Linked DNA regions of Sus scrofa: region 2 is linked to region 1. Evidence: chromatin contacts called from public Hi-C data. All regions are on one chromosome and are shown on one strand. The core of a region is the stretch at or near the end of the contact, and the rest is flanking DNA. Distances in the headings are between cores, read along the strand shown.

Region 1 (5,455 bases), core at 2,866-5,365:
GGTAGGAGGCATGGGGGATAGCGTGAAGCTGCGCTCTCCTGGGCTAGTTGGAGGCAAGCCAGCCTGAAACAAACTGCCACACGTTTGATCCTCCCCTTTGTGTGAGTGTGTGTGTGTGTGTGTGTGTGTTTAAATTTTTGCGGAAACTCTGTGAAATAAATGGTTTTCATCATATATTTGAGGCAGCTGGGCTCCGACATGGTACAGAGCCAGTAAATGGCAGACCTGTGGTGAGTGCACTAGAGGGTGAGGAGGAAGGTCCTTTCTAGCTGGAGCGCATGAGAGGAGTTTGACAAAAAGAAAAAAAGGTATCTCGACAGATTGACAAGAGTTGGTTGGAAATAAGGACATTTCAGTAGAGGAAGGGAGTTGTTTCATCTGCCTCATTTAGTCCATTTTGTGCCCTCAGTTCTTGTGTCTTAACTGCTTATTTCTCCACAGCTACTGTTCTGTGCAGGGCCTACCGTGGAGGCCATTTAACCATCCGCCTTGCCCTGGGTGGCTGTACCAACCGGCCTTTCTACCGCATCGTGGCTGCTCACAGCAAGTGTCCCAGGGATGGCCGTTTTGTAGAGCAGCTGGGCTCCTATGATCCGCTGCCCAACAGTCATGGAGAGAAACTCGTAGCTCTCAACTTCGACCGGATCAGACATTGGATTGGCTGTGGGGCCCACCTCTCTAAGCCTGTGGAAAAGCTCCTGGGTAACTAACTCTGTACTAGTCTTACCTCTGAGAGGATTTTAAAATGAAGTCAATTCCAAAATCATGGGAACTCAGAACGATTTTCATTATCTCCAGGCTAATGAGGATTGGCGTGAGAACTGAAATTGATTAATTGCCGTTTAGAACCTGGAGACCCCTTTTGTGGACTCCTTTTGTGAAACTTTATGGGTGACTGAGATTTTTATGCTAAAAATTGGGAATGGTGTATCTTGAATGGATCTCTGTCAGTTGATTTTTTTATCAAGTAAGGAGAATAGTGTTAGGAAGTAGACAGTATCCATTGTCTTTTTTTTTTTTTTTTTTTTTTTTTGTCTTTTTGCTTTTTTGAGGGCTGCTCTCGTGGCATATGGAGGTTCCCAGGCTAGGGGTCTAATCGGAGCTGTAGCGCCGGCCTACGCCAGAGCCACAGCAACTTGGGATCCAAGCGGTGTCTGTGATCTACACCACAGCTCATGGCAATGCCGGATTCTTAACCGACTGAGCAAGGCCAGGGATTGAACCTGCAACCTCATGGTTCCTAGTCGGATTCGTTAACCACTGCGCCGCGACGAGAACTCCTATCCATTGTCTTCTTGCAGTAAATGGGAAGAAGGGAGTTGGGGGGAAGAGGTAAAACATTTTGGCAAGTGAAGAGCTTGTTTTGAATCTATGCTCTTCAGTTTGTTAGGCTTCAGTTCAGTGAGGCTGAGTTTCCAGGGAAACATTAACTTGTATTGTTATAATGAATGAAAATCCTGTTACTTTTAGGTCTTTCTGGCTTTTACCCTCTGCATCCCATGATGATCACAAATGCTGAGAGACTGCGACGGAAACGGGCACGAGAAGTCCTCTTAGCGTCTCAGAAAACAGATACAGAGGCTACAGAAACAAAAGCGAGCTGACTTAAATGAGTGTAGCAGTGGAAATAAGTTTAAGTCCAATTAAAACATTTGTGCAGAACTCTTAGTTTTATTAGACTTAGAGGTTAATAAATGTAGTTTTTAAAGTCACCCATGCTTTTCTGGCCTGAACAGGGCTCAGGGAAGGTTTGTTCTTGATTGACGTAAAGCTGGTATAGGTACTAATTAGCTTTTTCAGCCTTCATCTGGGGAAAATAGTGGTTGTGGGGTGGGTTGGATTCTGCCTCTATTGGACAACTTTTTAGCCTGCTGCCTTCCAAGACTTCCCTGTTTCAAAGCTGCCAACCAGAATGTTCATGGCCTATCCAAGTAATTCTTCCTGTAATCATTTGCGATCATCCCACCAACTCAAGAACACAGTTACTTCCAAGGTAGGTTTGTTATGAGCTTTTAGGCTACTTTTTAAGAATGAATAGCTGAAAGAAAGATAATGTTGTAAAGTACCTACATACATTCTAGGCCTTTTCCATGCAAGATTATTTTTGAGAATTACAAGGTATCATGAAGTTAGGTAGGGTTATCTCCAATTTATAGGTGGGGAAGCTGAGGTTTGGAAGAAGGCCACATAGTTTTAATAATGGGCAGAGCTAAGAGTCAACCCTCAGTGTGCCTACCTGGAGTCCTTTTCCAACATGTTATATTGTCAGTGGTGGAGGAATTGAGCAAAAATGAGGGGCTTTACAAAAGTCCACTTAAAAAGTCAGTGATAGAATCAGGTTTAGGTATCATGATTTGGTAATGTAAATGACTAGTTGTGCCAAAAACAAAAAAAAAAGAAAACAAACCCCAAATACATTATCTGTTCCACCAGAACTGTAGCAAGGATTATATTCTGTGTAAGATTAAAATATAGAAGATTTATAGAGGAGATTCTCAAGCTCTATCAGTGTACCGACTTATTTTATTCTCTGGGCTTTATATTCTGTGAATAGTTATCAGCCACCTCAAAATCTGGGGGTCACAAATTCTGCCAGGGTTGTCACTGTTTGGCCTCCACTTGCTTTGAGGAGACTTTGAAGGCAGGACAGGCAGAGAGGAACTGACTTTAGTTGGGTTGTATCTTGGATCTAGGAAAGAGAAATGTTTTGGAAACCACAGAAGTCTGGAAGTTAGATAATAATCTACCCTGGTTTGAGGTCTTCAGAGAAACTTCAATTGGTAGAGCAGAGGCAAATGTGATTCTGGAAAGTATTGATCAGTTAGGGGAACTGATGTGAAATGGGTATTACTTTGAGCTACTGAGTTTCTGCCAACTCGACTACTGTTGTCTGTCTTTTTTAAAAGATTCGTATATATACAACTTCCTGTGTGGGCTCATCCTCTCCCTGATTTCCAAAGTTTTCTCTAACCCTGGCCTTGCTTTGGATTTCCAGGCCCAGATTTTTCACCATGTTTTAAATGATTGCATCAGCCTATCTTGCTACTACCTCAAATCCAACATGCTTTAGAAAACCTTTGCTTCTGAAGTTGACCTTTTTTTTTTTTTTCTTTTTTTTTTTTTTTGCGGGGATGGGAGGGGGACGTGCCTGCAGCATATGGAATTACCAAGCCAGAGAAAGAACCCGGACCAGAGCAGTGACATGAGCTGCTGCAGTGACAAGGCTGGATCCTTAACCTGCTGCACCACAAGAGAACTCCCCCAAAGCTTGTGTTTTTATTAAGATGATTGTTGGATTATATTATCTCCACCAAAGTGGAGGAGCTGTTAAGGTGAATAGGAATGATTCTGTAATAAATGTCAAATCTAGACTCTCAGATTAAAAAAGTTTTTAAAAGATTGGTATTTTGTGTTTTTTGTTTAATGTAGGCTTATTTATTGCAGGACTCAAGGGAAAGTCCCTTCCCAGCAGTTCCGCCACCTGTAGGATGCAAAATTATTTGGGCCTTAGAGCTCTATATACTCTTGTCAAATCATCATTGGAAAAGAGCAAATCTATTTAATCTTTAGGTTAAACCATGTGAAATTGCCAAACGCCAATGTTAGGCTTTTTTTTTTTTTTTAAACTGAAAAAAAGCAAAAAAACAGCATTGCAGGAGTTGCCCGCTGTGGCGCAACGGGATCAGCAGCATCTCTGGAGTTCTGGGACGCAGGTTCAATACCTGTCCCCTGCACGTGTTGCACATGTTGCCGCAGCTGTGGAGGTGGTCACAACTGGGGCTGGGATCTGATCCCTGGCTCGGAAACTCCATTTGCCGCGGGGCGGTCGAAAAAACCCCACCAAAACAACAATGCATAGATTCAGCTTAATATGATGAACGTTCCTTATACTGCATAAACTGAGCGGGGATTTTGAGAATATAGCTGCCAAGTTTCGAAAATAAGGGGAGTCGGGCCGCGGAGGAGAGGGCGGGGTAGAAGGAGATCCCCTAGGTCAGAGAGATCTGGGACGCCGTAGCCACACCCTGTCTCTACCTCGGCTGACGCCAGCTTTAACCACGCCCCATTTTGCAGCCGTCGTAAAGTGTGGCGTCGAGACCCCGCCCCTTCCTGCGCCTCTTATGACGCAGGCGCCCTGGGCGTTTTGCGCGGGAAAAGGAAGCGGTGTAGTGTTCTGCTCTGTTGTAGGGACCTGCTGTTTTCAGTGAGGCTGCCGCCCGCTCTGCACCACTACCAGCCATGGGACTTCTGGAGCTGTGCGAGGAAGTATTCGGAACCACCGACCTATACCGAGTGTTGGGCGTGCGACGCGAGGCCTCAGACGGCGAGGTCCGACGTGGTTACCACAAAGTGTCCCTGCAGGTGCACCCGGACCGGGTGGGCGAGGGCGACAAGCAGGACGCCACTCGCCGCTTCCAGGTACGCTAGACCCCGCTCCACCCGCCGCCCGGGCTTCTTTCCGTCTCCTGGCCGCTTAGCGCCGCCCGGGTGAAGTAAGCGGAACCCGGCCTGGCGTTTTCTAATCTTTTTTTTTTCCGCGGTGTTGTTCCAGTGAGGGGGCAGGGGTGACTTCTGGATGCTCTTTCCCGCAGATCCTCGGGAAGGTCTATTCCGTTCTGAGTGACAAAGATCAGAGGGCAGTGTACGATGAGCAGGGAACTGTGGACGAGGATTCTGATGTGCTCAGCCAAGATCGGGACTGGGAGACCTATTGGAGATTACTCTTTAAAAAGGTAAAGAACTCTGGAGATTTCCTTGTGACTGTTACCATCATTCATTCAACGAAGATTTATTGGATGCCTCTAAGGTCTTGCACTTTGTATTGTGTAAAAATGAGGAAATTTTTATTTGGCTTCGATATATTAATAAATACCCACAGGCATTCCTCAGGAGATACCTATCTAACCTATTGATCTTGAGGAAAGACAAATTTAACTATTAGGTTGAACCATGTGTATGTGTGAAACCATACACATACACACACTTAACTGAAATGGATCTTTAATCATCTGTTGATGTAGAATGATTATAGTAAAAGGGGGGCATTTAATTTTTTTTACAAGATGTGCTTTATTTTACATATCTAGATGCAAGTTTTGAGTATTTTCCTGGGTCTCTTCCCAACTTTGAAAACTTCACTTAAATTTTTCTGATCTGTAGCTTAGCAGTTGTAAAGGTCGGGCTGAGAGAACTCTGGAAAATCTTTGGCGTAGAAAATTTGGTTCCTTAAAACAGTTTCAGCTCAAGTAACGTGTATTGGGGAGAAGCATTTCAAGACCTAAATTTAGTTTTTACTAGAGTTCCTTTTATTTAAAATAAAATTCTCAAAGTTAAAGCATATATCTCTCATTTGTTCAGATATCTCTAGAGGACATTCAAGCTTTTGAAAAGACATACAAAGGTTCTGAAGAAGAGCTGGCTGACGTTAAACAGGCCTATCTAGACTTCAAGGGTG
Region 2 (5,296 bases), core at 538-3,037, 400 kb before region 1:
AGAAAAGGATGGAGCTTATCAAGCAGTGATCGGCCTAATCATTTCCACACTACCAAAGGATCTTTGTAATTTTCTGCCTCAGACAGTAGGTAAGATTGCCTCCTCAAAGTAAGGATTTTGTTACTCTCAACCCCATGCTTTGTCATTGCCAAGAGGGTATAAATTTCAACTTCAGATAGGCCCACTAGAATGGAGCAGCAGCCTCCATTCCTCGTGGTACGATTTCTAGTGTCTAGTCATACCACTGATGAACTGCTGTGATATTACAGGTAACTGAAACAATGTTCCCACTTTCCATTCATTAACTCTAGCATCCATTCATTCCACAAAAATGAATACCTTCTAGTGTGCTAGTCATTTTTAATCACTCAGACTTCATAGCTAAAACAGATCGGCAAAATTCCCTCCCCCTCAGAAGGCAAATTTTAGAGTAACCGGCTAGAGAAAAGACATTTTTTGGTTAAACTGCAGTAAATCAAGTGCTTCTCCATCCCCAGTATTCCCACCAAGAGTGTATGGACCTTAGAACTGAAGCATTAAAAATCAATAAATGTAAAGAACAGTTGAAAACTCTAGCAAGTTACCAGATTAGAATTAAGTGCAGGCCTGGCACAAAACATCTCACAACAACCCAGGGAAACAGTTCAAAGATCAGTGGCAAAGTTACATTTCACGGAAAAAGATCATTCACCTTATCCTTCTAGCAGAGGGACTATGAGTATTTCAAATCTCAATGCACTTCTCCAACTCTCCAGTTTGTGCTCTCCTTATATGTCATGAATCTAGGCCACCACCGAAATTATCACAATCTTTTCCAGCAAAAGAGGAATGAACTGGAGAGCCTTTCCAGGGTCCTTTCAAGAAGAAGACTCTCTGATCATATCTACTACTCTACATAGCCTGATCATTCCAAATATCCTATAGACAGAAGGGGCCCAGGAAGCAAAAAAGTTCAGTTTCTGCAATGGAACAATGGGCCTCTCCCCTTTGCTAGGAAGGGCCATTTTGACCACAGAAAAACTGAGCTGCTTCTGGACTAGAACTCTTTAAATTCAACGCCATCTCGGGAGCTGTTCTTCCAAATACTAAACCTAGCACAGAGCACCACATGAAGCTTGACAGACGTCCTCTTCACCTTTATCCTCCTAAAGTCAGTGTGGGAGTGGGGATGGCAGAAAAGGAGCTTCTTTTCGAGGAAATAACCCTTTCAAATACACCCAAGAGTTTGAAGTAAGGCTCAAGTCTCTGAGTGGACAGTCAAGGGTGACAACCCAGGGGGCGGGGCAAGCTTCCTAGAACTCTTAAAGTAGTCGAACTGTGGAGGCTGGGAGCGTCGGGGCTCAAACCCGAGAAGCCAAGCCAGCTTCTCAGGCCACGATGAGAGAGAGGGCTGGTCCACTAAGCAGTAGATCAAGGGTCTCTCGCCCTTCAGCAGGCTCAGGGCAGGAAGCGGGAGCCGGAATCTGGGCCAAGAGGGGAGAAGGGAGGGTCTAGGACTGATCCTGGACTGTGGATGCCTGAGGTGAGGGTCTCTCCCTGGGCCCCGCCCCGGGCTCCTCCCATTCTTCTGAGACCGGACCCCAATCTGGCCAGTGATACCCCGGCCTCTCTTCTGCTTTCTACCCACCAACCTCCCGAAGCCACTCCTCACCCGGCTCCAGATCCAGGTTCGACTTCGTTCCTAACGTCAAGGCTCCCAGGCTCCACTTCCGGTTCCGAGGAAGCCGGCCCTTCGCCCCCGGAAGTTCCACCCCCACGTTCCAGGGCCACTCCTTCTGCCACGTCTGCGGTAGGAGCGCGCTGAGGAACCCGGATGCCGCGCACGCGCCATTTTCCCCTCCCATTATGGCCGTCACCTGGGACGCTTCGCTGGTTCCTATGCATTTTCGCTCCACCCCAACCCCCACCGCCACCCACCCCAGAGTCCTGGTAACTTAAGGTCCCATCAGCTGAGATGCGATTGAGAAAGCTAGGTCAACTATCTTTAGTAACGCTCCTCCAGTTCCGCTATGACAGAGACCGCTAGATTTAGAGTCCTGTAGCGACTTCCTGCTGACCCCTGGCCCCATTGATTTCCGTCTTCGATGTTCTCACCCATGACCTTTGCTGGTCCTGAGTTTTGCGGAACGGAATGTATAATATAAAAGGACACTAATTCTTCTTTTGGGCTTCATGTGTTGAAGTTGTGGCTCTTCAGTTCTCTAACTTGGGTGACTTAATCTCAGCCTCGGTTTCTTTAATCTGTAAAATGGAGAAAATATGAATGCCCTTCTAATAGCTTGTGGAGAGGACGGAATTAGGTCACATAGAGTGCCTGACAACATAGTAAGTGCTTCTTACTTTTTTTTTTTTTCTTTTTTTTGGTCGGGCCAGTGGCATGTGGAAGTTGGCAGAACAGGGTTTGAACCTCTTACCACAGCAGTGAAAAGGCTGGATCCTTAACCTGCTGAGCCACCAGGGAACTCCTAGTTAACCATTTTTATTTAGTGCCTTGGTTTAGATGCAGAGCTCTGCTAAAGCCTGATGATCTCTACTCTCAGAACACCCCCAGCCTATTGGGTAATTATTATTACCCATTTAGTGAGTAACAATAATTGTAGCTGGTATTTGTGGTAATTTAAAAAATATACATAACCTCATTTAATCCTTTCAATAATTTTTTTCATTTTTAATAATAGTAATTATTTTAGTACAAATATTGATGTTTATTTTTAGATAATAAAAATTCAGGAGCATTTTTCTACTTCATAGCATCCATTAAATCAATTTTATGACTTTTTGCATTATAATATATTCATTTATCATTTTTTGTATTTTTTTATTTTTTCTCTTTTGTCTTTTTAGGGCCTCACCCTTGTCATATGGAGGTTCCCAGGCTAGGGGTCCAATCGGAGCTGCAGCTGCCAGCCTATGCCAGAGCCATAGCAACACCACATCTGAGCCACGTCTGTGACCTACATCAGAGTTCACAGCAACACCAGATCCTTAACCCACTGAGCGAGGCCAGGGATTGAACCTGCAACCTCATGGTTCCTAGTCGGATTTGTTTCCGCTGCACCACAACAGGAACTCACTGTATTTCTTTTTTTAACAGTATTTAATTTACTGTGAGTTTCAGGTGTATAGCAAAGTGATTCAGTTACACACACACACACACGCACACATATATATTCTTTTTCAGATTATTTTTCATTATGGATTATTACAGGATATTGAGTATGGTTCCCAGTGCTATACAGTAGGTCCTTGTTTACCTATCTTATACATGATGGTGTGTATATCCTAATCCCAAATTCCTAGTTTATCTCTTCTGGGACCCTCCTGCTCTATCCTTTGGTAACCCTAAGTTTGTTTTCTATATCCATGAGTCTATGTCTGTTTTGTATCATTTGTATCATTTTTTTTAAGATTCCATATATAAGTGACATCATATATTTGTCTTTTTTTTTTTCTTTTTTGTCTTTTTAGGGCTGCCCCCACAGCATTTGGAGGTTCCTAGGCTAGGGGTCTAATGGGAGCTGTAGCTGCTGGCCTACACCACAGCACAGCAACATCAGATCTGAGCTGCCTCTGTGACCTACACCACAGCTCACGGCAACACCAGATCCTTAACCCACTGAGCGAGGCCAGGGATCAAACCTGAAACCTCGGGGTTCCTAGTCAGATTCGTTTCTGCTGTGCCCCGACAGGAACTCCATATTTGTCTTTCTTTATCTGACTTCAATTAATATGACAATCTCTAGGTCCATCCATGCTACTGCAAATGCATTATTCATTCTTTTTTATGGTCAAGTGATATCTATCTATATAGCTATAGATACATCCATCTTCATCCATTCATCTGTTGATAGACTTTTAGGTTGCTTCCATGTCTTGGCTATTGTAAATAGTGCTGCTTTGGGTGAATGTATCTTTTTTTTTTTTTTTTTTGTCTTTTCTAGGGCCTATCCCGTGGCATATGGAGGTTTCCCAGGCTAGGGGTCCAATCGGAGCTGTAGCCACCGGCCTACGCCAGAGCCACAGCAACACGGGTTCTGAGCCACATCTGCAACCTACACCACAGCTCACGGCAACGCCAGATCCTTAACCCACTGAGCAAGGCCAGGGATCAAACCCGCAACCTCATGGTTCCTAGACAGATTCACTAGCCACTGAGCCACGATGGGAACTCCTTTTTGGTCTTTTTAGGGCCACACTGTGACATAGGGATGTTCCCAGTCCAGGGGTTGAATTGGAGCTGTAGTTGCTGGCCTACACCCCAGCCACAGCAACACCAGATCCAAGCCGTGTCTGTGGCCTACAACGCAATGCTGGATCCTTAACCCAGTGATTGAAGCCAGGGATTGAACCTGCATCCTCACAGATGCTAGTCAGGGGATTCATTCCTGATGAGCCACAATGAGACCTCTGCATGTATTGTTTTGAGTTAGAGTTTTCTCTGGATATATGCCCAGGAGTGAGATTGCAGTATCATATGGTAACTCTATTTTTAGTTTTTTATGGAACCTCCATACTGTTCTCTGTAGTGGCTGCGCCAATTTACATTCCCACCAACAGTGTAAGAGGATTCCTTTCTTTCCACATCCTCTATAGCATTGTTATTTGTAGACTTTTTTTTTCTTTTAGATATGGAGTTCCTGGGTCAGGAATCAGATCCAGATCTGAGATTAGAACCAAGCCGCAGTTGTGACCTGCACTGCAGGTACGGCAACACTGGATTTTTTAACCGACTGTGCCAGGCCAGGGATCAAACCTGCAACCTGGCACTGCAGGGATGCCACCAATCCCATTCTATCACAGAGAGAACTCCTATTTGTAGACTTTTTTAATCTTGGCCATTCTGACTGGTGTGAGGTGATACCTCATTGTAGTTTCGATTCCATTTCTCTAGTGATATTGAGCATCTTTTCATGTACCTGTTGTCTATCTGTATGGCTTCTTTGGAGAAATGTCTATTTAGGTCTTCTCATTTTTTTATTGGATTGTTTTTTTGATATTAAGTTGTTTGAGCTGTTTGTATATTAATAATTTTGAGAGAGTTCCCATTGTGACTCAGCAGGTTAAGGACCTGACTAGTATCCATGAGGATGCATGTTTGATCCCTGGTCTCCCTCAGTGGATTAAAGATCTGGCCTTGCTGAACGTTATAGTGCAAGTTGAAGATGCACCTTGGATCCATGTTGCCATGGCTGTGGTATAGGCCTCAGCTGCAGCTCTGATTTGATCCTGAGCCCAGGAACTTCCATATGCCATAGGTGTGGCTGTAAAATAATAATAATAAATAATAATAACTTAT

What was found. A called contact is a pair of places that touch in the nucleus more often than the background predicts.
Region 2: a Hi-C map of liver shows a contact between it and region 1, with 7 times the contacts expected there. The contact joins the promoter of SEC24C here to the promoter of DNAJC9 in region 1. A contact is called at or near these places in 1 of 5 promoter capture datasets (liver), 4 of 47 Hi-C or Micro-C datasets (liver and retroperitoneal adipose tissue) and 1 of 2 datasets of contacts at active chromatin or transcription factors (alveolar macrophages).

Annotation. Positions count from the first base shown.
Region 1 is chr14:76,068,961-76,074,415 of Sscrofa11.1, reverse strand. It overlaps DNAJC9 (dnaJ homolog subfamily C member 9), which reads left to right and starts at 4,115. Exons shown (of 5, transcript XM_003483498.4): 1 at 4,115-4,419; 2 at 4,593-4,733; 3 at 5,359-5,455. The coding sequence starts at 4,240. MRPS16 (28S ribosomal protein S16, mitochondrial) reads left to right here. Exons shown (of 4, transcript XR_001301010.1): 2 at 442-702; 3 at 1,471-1,993; 4 at 3,139-3,399.
Region 2 is chr14:76,470,197-76,475,492 of Sscrofa11.1, reverse strand. SEC24C (protein transport protein Sec24C) reads right to left here and starts at 1,787. Exons shown (of 24, transcript XM_013983347.2): 1 at 1,652-1,787.